2 separate regions of the Mus musculus genome follow, and region 1 is linked to region 2. Evidence: chromatin contacts called from public HiChIP or PLAC-seq data. All regions are on one chromosome and are shown on one strand. The core of a region is the stretch at or near the end of the contact, and the rest is flanking DNA. Distances in the headings are between cores, read along the strand shown.

Region 1 (4,690 bases), core at 875-3,374, 130 kb before region 2:
GTGTTGTGGGTGGAGAGATACTGCATGGAGATACACACACACACACACACACACACACACACACAGAGGATATGTAACAGGAGCTGTACAGGGAGGAGGGCATGTGGTCAGCAGGAGTGCCTGCTTGCCCCGAGCTCCAGGCTAGCCTTCTGCCTGGCTGATCCTTGACTGTGCTTTCTAAGTTGAGCTTCTGAACACTCAGCTTTTTCGAGTGTACTCTGCCTTTTCCAGCCCCCCACACCCTACCTCTTGGAGTTATCAGACACCGCTATATGGTTTTGCCTTGACTTCGTTCTAATTGTCTCACAGGTGTGGGGTTTTATCTTCCCAGCTACACCTGGACAGTTCAGAACCGTGGGAGCCATGCTCCAACCTTGTCTTTGTCCCACAGAGCTGAGGACATCATAGGCTGTGGCTCACAGCTCAGAAAACTATGGTACCAGGGCGGGGAGGCCCCAACGCCTGGAAGGTCTGTCACCACATTCTTTTCCACAAACTGAAGAAGAAGCAAACACGTCAGGGGACAGGAATTTGGCAGGGCAGGAACTCTTGCTCCATAGGACTAAAAGCAAGGGAGGGCAGACACAATAACTGCTTCCAATCCTCAGCAGAGCTACAAAGCTGAAGAAGCCGCCACCAGGAGTTATCCAAGAACCCTTTGTGTTAGAGACATCGCCCCAGGAGAGGGCTTTCCTCCTCAGACAAAGCTAAGACCCGACGAGATTAGCTTTGCAGTCACACAGTGGAATCAGAAAGGTTTGAGCAGCAAAGGATAGAAGAGAGTGAACCTGGGCCATCAATTAGGATGGAAGTGTCTTCCAGGATGTCCATCAAGCCCATATGAATGAACTAAGTCATCCTGATTACTATAATAGGGACTCTTCTTGTACCGCCCCATCATTAACGTTGGCCTGGACCCCTCGTCGGGGGCACCCCAAGAATCCTACCACAATGTGAAAGGCTAAGCATTTAGCATAGCAGAACCCAGGGTTCCCTCCTGACTGCATAGCATGCTGGATGTTCCTCACGATTGGTTTCTGCCCCCAAAGAATAAGGTGAACAGAGTCAAGATCTACACACCTTGAACAAACTATTCAGAGTTGTGTCCTCTGAGGAAAGGCAGAGGAAAGAGACCAAGCCACATGTGTGTGACAGTGGCAGGTCAGCATCCACACCCCCTTCCAGGTACGGGACAGGAGGAATGCATTGTTCATGTGCTTGAGGGGGTTAACCCTCAATAACACTTCATAAAAGGCCCTGCGGTTAAGCTGCAGGCCCATGCCGCACAGCGCTAGACTGCCGTGTTCCAGACACTAGCTAATTACAAGGCTAGCCCACCAATGGGAGAAAGCAATCCCCATGCATTCCCATTCCTCAAGGTCTCAGCAGCCTTCCTGGGGAGACTTTCTCTCTCCCAAGACAACCAACCACCCCACTTCAGGAAACAACCACTATTCCAGCCGTGGTGGTTTACGGAGCAGAGCCATGACTGTAATGGCTGTAATTGCCAAAGGCTGATGGAGTTCTTTCTTCACAGCCTCGGGGCCAGCTGCCCTACTTCTCCCTGCCCCGGAGGGTGTCCAAGGACTTCACTGACTGCAGTGTCTTTTTAAGGTGTCCATAGCTCAATTGATGGTGACTGTCGACTTCCTCTTTCCAAGGAAGACAGCAAGAGAACGGACTCCGCGCGCGTTAAATACCTGTCTCTTCCAGAGGGTGGGGCCAAAGGTGAAAGCCAGAAGAGAGAACTAGGGAACCTTGTCCCAAAGCCAGCATGCAAGTGACTTGTCAATCCTAGAATTGTCCCGCTGGGCACTCTGCTTACTCTCAGCTCGCTGGGCCGAGGGACCCCAGTTTCCGTGGCACTGAGTGGCAGAGAGCACAGGCAGGAAAGAGAGTTGAAAGGGTTCAGGACGAAGCCAGGAGGAAGAGAGAGGGGCGGGGGCACTAACGTGTCCAGCAACGTCCCGGGCCCCTTCCGGTCTCAGGGAACCCCCTGCTGGACCCCTTGCAACTACAAGGCTCTCACCTCCCAAGCGGGATTCCCACAACACAGGCTCCAGGACTGACCTCACTCGGCTCCAGGCACCAAAGCTGCCGCTGGGCTCGGGAAAGCAGGAGAGCGGGGAGGAGAGGGAAACACCGCCCGCTGCTGGAGCCCCGCCCACAACTCTTGATCAGGCTTTCTCTGTGGACCATGCTTGTCTTTTCTGAGTTCTGGGCAAAGTACCTCAGCCTAGGTACCTCTCTGCTTTCTTGCCAGGGAGGAGACCTCTATCTCTGCTGCAATGACCTTGTAACTGAGGTAGGAAAGAAAGTAGAGCTGGGGCAGACGGTAGGTATTGGCTATCATGGAGCCCAGCACAGGAGGCAGAGGGCCTGTTGTGATTTTTGTAGCTACCCCTAACTGTCCATCGAGATAACATAGGCCTGCACTGACCCAGGGAAGGCGGCCTAGATCCTATCCTGATGCACTGTACACACGGCCAGCGCAGCAAGTCCTGATCGGGGCAGTTACTTCTGTTCTTGCCTGTGCTCTTTGATCTGTGCCAAATCTTGAAGATATGATGCTGAGGGGTGAAGCTGGCTGTCATTTTGCCCTCTACTACTTGGCTACGCCTTCTATTTTAACTATTGAAGGTGTGTGTGTGTGTGTGTGTGTGTGTGTGTGTGTGTGTGTGTGTACACGCCCACACATGCACATCATTCATCAGGAGCTGTCTATCTTGTTTATTGAGTTATTGAGACAGGATCTCCCACTGGCCTGGAACTCACCAAAAATGCTAAGCTGGTTAACAAGCCCCAGGGATACTGGATGCTCTACCTCCCCAGCACTGGGGTTACAGGCAGGTACCATCACCATGCCTGTGGACTTTACTTGTGTGTTAGGGATTGAACTCTGGTCCTCATGCTTCCACAAGCACTATACCCCCTGCCCCATACTAAATATCTGAAGGTCAGATTTGGATCAGCAAAGGCTACTGCCTGTGACTGAAGGCCAGGGAAGGAAGTTGTGATTTCCCTCAGAGAACGCAAGAGCTTTCCGGCCTGTGAGCCCTTCTGGCTTCACTTCCCTTTTCCTTCCCACCCTCCACCTGCTCCTAGGAGGAGGGGGCGGGGTGTTGTGGGGTTGAGAGTTGATCTGCTTTCTGGAAAGGGACATGCTGAAGGAAAGAAAAGTCAGGAGCCTGCTGCTGCAGGAGTGTTAAAAGGAAGGGATTTGTATAGGAAGGTGGCGAAGTCAGTCGCTTTCTGGGGGTGAAACCCAGTTCAAGGACAGAAGTGTCACAGTCTGCAGTAAGACTGGGGTCGCATGGAGGTTGGGCAAAAGCTGACAGCTGCCTCTTGCAGCTGGGGTGTAATCCCAGGTTGATTCACACTCTCCAGCGTGGCCTGACAGCTAGGTGATATGATCAAGCAGGGCAGGAGAGATAGGTTAAAACAAAGCCCAGCACTTAATTACCAAGGAAGATCTCATTATACAGTCTTCTCAGCTCCCTCCTCGGCTGGCAGCTTGAAGCCCATGTGACAAGTTGCCTCAAGTGGCTCTCGAAAGCTGAGTGCAGAGGGATGGAACTGCAACCCTGCCTACCTGCTCTGCAGCTGGGAGGAGGAGGCTTGTAAGCCCAGGAGGTAGGGCCTTCCTATAATGTGGGTGGGACTGAGAACAATGCCAGGGAGGGCTGGGTGCCATTTACTGCCTTCCTAAAACCAGAGGGGATTTATCCCAGGAGTGCTAGGAATATGGAAAGGGACCGCCTAAGGCCCCACCCTAATTGACACCTGATGTGGGATAATTATTCTGGTTATTGGGCTCCAGGACTCATTGTCAGAATGAAATGCAGTAGCTGGAGTGTTCTTTCTTCATGGTTTTGCCTTGGCCAATAGCTCCCCATCCTTTCTCACATCACATCTTCAAAAGGAACGCACCTAACACTTCTAGATAGTCTCCAATTTATGGTGGTTCTCTTTGTGAATCTATATCTCTCTATGTGTGTGTGTGTATATATATGTGTGTGTGTGTATATGTGTGTGTGTATATGTATGCATATATATATGTATATATATACACACATATACATATATATATGCATGCACACACACACATACACACACACATATATATGTCTGTGTGTCATGGTGCAAAAGTAACTTGCATTCAGTAAAAACTGAACGTTGACCTTTGAATTTGGGTCTTCTCCTGGATTCACATTTAGTTCTTTACTACTCCTGGTTTGTGTGGTGTGTATGTGTGTGTATGTGTGTGTGTGTGCCTGTGGTGGCCACAAAAAAGACGTCAAATCCCCTGAAGCTGCAGTTCCAGGAGGTTATGAATAGCTAGATGTGGGTGCTGGTAACTGCACTTGGGTTCTCTGGAAGAGCAGCCAGTGCTCTTAACCACTGAGCTTTCTCTCCAGCCCCTTGTTCTTGATGCTACACAGCCAGCGTGCCACACTCCTGCTAAGCCATGTGACCACAAGAGCAAACAACCAAGCCCTGTAGTTTACGGTTTCTGAGGCTACGACGATTGGGAGGTTGGCTGTACTAAACAAATACATTCTCCTTCTATGACATTTTCAATTTATGATGAGTTGATTAAGTCATAACACCCACGATGAGACAAGGAGCTCTACATCTAAGTTAGATCCCTCATCTTGTTATCTGGCAACCCATCCTCTTCCTTTCACCA
Region 2 (4,549 bases), core at 971-3,470:
GTTCTTTTTTTTTTTTTTTGGAACAGACAGGGTACAACACACACACACACACACACACACACACACACACACACACACACACACAGTGCTAGAAATCCTTACTAGGCAAGTGTTCTATCCCTAAGATGCAGCCCTGGGCCGTTCTGACTTTTTATTTGAGACAAGATCTCACTGAATCACCCACATTGGCCTTAAACTCACTTTGCAGCCCAGGGAAGCCTTGAATATGAGATCCTCCTGCCTCACCTCCCCAGAAAGGTTCAGGGACCTCCATGCCAGGCTTTTCTATAACTGGCACTCTCCTCAGAAAGAAAGCAAAGCAGACAAGGAGGTCAGGGTCCCTCCTACATGGGAGGGAAGACAAGACGACTGTGTGGTCCTTTGTTGTATCTATGTAAGTGTGCTTGCTTGCAATCTGCATTGCTTTCAGAGACCACAACCAGAAAGATTAGACAGAAGACGTCATTCAACACCACAGCCAAAGTGGGGTAACAGCAGCATGTATACTTGACATGATGTAGTTTTTATGTCAGGGTAATGGTTGTGGATGAGAGGACATGCTTTGAGCCTGGCTCTGCTGGTTTTCCAGCTGTATAAGCTTGGCTAAGCTTCTTTACCTCTCATGATCTTTAGTTTCTGCTATAGAAAGTAAGTATTGACAGGAAGGTCTCTACTCCCCCATTACTGTGACCTCTTAGCGAGGTGTAAATACACATAGAGCAACGAGTGGCAGATGACAGGGTCACCATGTATGTCAGCAGCTATGTTGCTAATATCCCACAAGTTCCTAAAGAGAAGAACACGCAGCTTCATACAGAGGGAACTGCATCTCTTCCTGGCCACCTTCCTAGTCACTTCTCTATACTCAAGCCCATCCTTGCTCATAACTGACCCCTGTGAACATGACTGCTGCACCTGCACAACAGAAACCTACACACAGAGTCCTTCCTTTGGCCAAAGTACTAAGCTATGGACATTTCCATGGTGACACACAGACCTCTAGGGAATTGAACTCAGGGTTCCTTCAGAGCACAGCATGGTGTTTCTTCAGGGGACACCAGGGCCAGCGCATTCAGGGCCCAGAGGGTTGTGACTTTTTTTTTTTTTTTTTTTTTGCAGAGACAATAGCCCGGTCCCCTGGAAGATGGCCAGTGGTCTCTCTTGAGTTGAGCAGCCAACCTCTACAACAACTCCTGATTTGGGTGCAAGACACAAATGAAGCAAATAGAATCTCAAACCAAACCCAGACTATGAACGCTAAGATCCTGGGATGTACTCAGCATGCGCTCAGAGTGGAAGGAAAGAGGGGCTTGGGACAGTTTCCATTGGGAGATAACACAGTGACCAAACCTTAGCAACAGAAAACCCCAGGCTTCATTAAAGCAGATGGAAGGTCCCTGCATCCATTCTGCCTGTGAACCTGGGTCAGTCATCCCATAATTCATCATGCTCGCAATTACATACTTAGAGTATCAGGGACGAGGGACAGCAAGTGCTGCCATTTGTTGGTCTAAACAAATTTTTTTCCTTTTCTGAAAAAGCAATGCCCCTTGGGAAAAAATGCAAGGGAACGGGGAAATCTCCGACTAGTTACTGTAGTAATATTTCTGCCACCCCGGAAGCAGGATGTGGCTATTTGTTTTAGTGGACTCTCACTAGTAAGACAACACTTAAATCTCATTTTCTAGAGGTGCCAGCGAGCGCTGGGACAAAAGATTCATCTGCACGGCTCAGAAGCTCAACGTCCGGATTGCCTTTTCCAAAAACGGCACGCAACGCAATGCCCCGCAAGTGAGCATGTGTGCAGAGTATCTGCATGCTAATCAAGTTAGGTAACACCTCCCCAGAAACAGTGGGGGAGGTTTTAATGTTTCCAGAACTATCCAGAGATGAATAGACAGTCTGCTATGTCTGAGCAAGTGTAAACATCGCAAAAATAAGTCTTAATGGCATAATTTAGACTTGATTAAAATGGATAAAGACCACAGATGTGGATGTCAGAGCCGTCCCTGTTTGATGCCAGACTGATAATTTCCCCTTCTTGATTTAATTCGCTTTGATTACCCAATTATTCCTACGGCCTTTCACTCAGTTTCGGTTCCAATAAAACCGATCACAAAGCAAACTCATGACGTGATTTTCGCTGCATTCTCCTGACACTGCTCCACGAAAGCTCAGCCAGCAACACAGCACAGTCATCCCAGACTCTGCAATCCCAGGACAGCAGCAGGCATCCACGCCCATCCACAAGGCTAGCGCTAAGCACCGGCCAGCAGGAGACTCAGGAGATTTCCTGTCTGCAGGAGGTGGCAGGATCATTTTGAAGTTGATATAAATTGTGGTATCAGTTGTTAGGACATCTGAATGAGGTGTGATAGGGTTTTAGAGGATGGGTTGCTAAGGTTAAAGATGTACCTTTTTGCTATTTTTTTTCCTAAATAAATTATTATGAGAATAATATAGGTTGCCTGTCTAGCTAGTTCTTGATCTTGGATATGTAACTTGAAAATTCCTAGTTTCGATGTTTTATTGAAAATGGTCTCTTGGGTTCATTGCATTTTCTAAAACCCTCTTTCTCTCCTCCTTGGAGACAAGGTCTCATGTGGTTCAGATTGGCAGAGAATGCCCCTGAACTTCTGGCCTTCTCGTCTCTTTGTCCCAAGTGCTAGGATGATAGATGTGCTCTACTAAATCTATCTTATAAGGTTCTGGGCATCACATGCAGGGCCTCCTGCATGCTAAGCAAATCTACCATCAGACGGAGGCACAGCCTTCCAGTCTCTTCTTGATAAGAACAGGTAACAATCTCCCAGAATATAAGTCCTTAGGCCAGCAGCTGTCTACCTGTGGGCCACAGCCCCTCGGGAGGTCAAACACCCTGTGGAAGGTTGAGACCAACACAGTCTGGGAGACAATTCATGGATGAAGAGGCTGGGACGGGGTCGGGGCTAGACTGTAATCTTCGGATGCCTGTGGTTGTCTTCTATTGCCTATAAAATTAAATCTTTCCTTGTCTCTTGCAAGCAACAGCTTTCAGACAATACTAAAGCACGTTTCCCACGTGTACATAGCCTCACAGTTTACAGAGCGTTTTACACACACACGGTCTCGTTTCATCCCACGGCATCCCCAAGAGATCACTCCAACAGTTTGATAGCATTAGCTCTCACAGTCGCTGCAGAGAACCCAACTGTCAACAGCAACAACTTTCAAGCAGTCTTTTTTAGCAGAAATGCACTCCACCCCCTCAATAGCTCATTTGCTAAGTGCAGTCTAAGCTAATATGTGAGCTTTTTAATCTCTTACACTCTCAGTTGCCCTTGGGACTTGTGTGTGTGTGTGTGTGTGTGTGTGTGTGTGTGTGTGTGTATGTGTGTATGTGAGCATGAGCTCGTGTGCGTGCGTGTGCATGCATGTATGTGTGTGTTAGGAAGTGGTCTGTGGAAAATCTGCTCATCTCATGGCAATGAGAAATGAATGGGGTGTGGGGACCAGGAACTTAGCATCCTCTCAAGGGCACGTGCCAGTGACTTAACTGCATCCTGCCAGGTCCCACTGTTTTCAGGTTGCAGTGCATCACCCCAGTAGTACCAGGAGCTGGACACTGAACACAGGTGCTCTTGAGAGACAGTCAACATACAAACGGCAGCAGCTTGTGAAATGAAAGATGGGAAAGAACGCACCCGGTGCAGCATGCGTAAGACAACCGTCCTCTCTCAGCACTGGGCCACCCACTGACAGTGAACCCCACCCTCTGATAGTGAACCCCAACTCGCGGTGCCCAAGCATGAGACAAGGGATCTGTTTGTTTGTTTTTTGTTGTTGCTGTTGTTTAACTTTTTCTTTTAAACCTTTATGTGTGTGGGTATTCTACCTGCATGTGTACTTGTGTAGTGTGTGCATGCCTGGTGTCTAACAAGGCCAGAAGAGGGTGTCAGGGTTAGATCCCCTGGAAGGTGAGCTACAGGCAGCTATGAGATGCCATGTAGGTGCTGGGAATGGAACCCAGGTTCATCGGAAGAGCAACAAGTGGTCTCAAGTGCTGAGCTATCTCGCTCCCCCCTTACTTTTTCTTTCAAGATGGTATACTAGAGGAAAATTTTCTACCACCTGCATACATTTATCACCAAGACTTGCTGCAACCTCCCATTACCACCATCCCCTGTGACTCAGGGTTCTGGGTTAAAGCCACAATCATTAGGACGCTGTTCCTTAACCAGCTATTGGGATTTATGGCAGTGAATCTTTTATTGGAACATTGAGGGATAATTTACTTAAATAACGTACTCTAAGTTATTTAAGTAAATTATCCCTCAATGTTCTCTAAGTAACAGGTTTTATTACCTATCTCCTTTTTAGGATACTTACGTCTTTATAACAAATATTCTGAAAACGGCACAATAGGTAAGTAGATATAAACAGAATCCATGAAGGAAGTCATCTTAGAACTTATCTATAGAACTTTAATTGTTAAATGAGACAAATGGACAAGACATACAAACGACCATGTAAACTCACACAGCTCTGAGGAAGAAAAGACTATGACACG

What was found. HiChIP or PLAC-seq counts read pairs in DNA pulled down with a chosen protein or histone mark.
Region 1: an H3K27ac HiChIP or PLAC-seq map of hepatocytes shows a contact between it and region 2, with 3 times the contacts expected there. The contact joins the promoter of Tlr5 here to the enhancer-like site in region 2. A contact is called at or near these places in 4 of 39 promoter capture datasets (the 3T3-L1 cell line, hippocampal neurons and liver), 1 of 15 datasets of contacts at CTCF or cohesin (the NIH/3T3 cell line), 5 of 484 Hi-C or Micro-C datasets (the MC38 cell line, nephron progenitors, pancreatic cancer cells and 1 more), 9 of 115 datasets of contacts at active chromatin or transcription factors (bone marrow-derived macrophages, embryonic basal ganglia, embryonic forebrain and 5 more) and 3 of 9 other capture datasets (adipose tissue, macrophages and pancreatic islet).

The regions. Positions count from the first base shown.
Region 1 is chr1:182,952,222-182,956,911 of GRCm38.p6, reverse strand. It overlaps Tlr5 (toll-like receptor 5), which reads right to left and starts at 2,124. Exons shown (of 4, transcript NM_016928.3): 1 at 2,030-2,124.
Region 2 is chr1:182,821,507-182,826,055 of GRCm38.p6, reverse strand. The region is part of intron 2 of Susd4 (sushi domain containing 4); the gene reads right to left. Among named protein-coding and RNA genes, the nearest start is that of Susd4, 60 kb to the right of the region's middle. Within about 2 kb of position 2,220, at least 28 of the 459 cell types and tissues checked have an H3K27ac peak or open chromatin away from gene starts, as enhancers often do. A contact at or near this core is called in embryonic basal ganglia, hepatocytes and uterus, where this site is marked.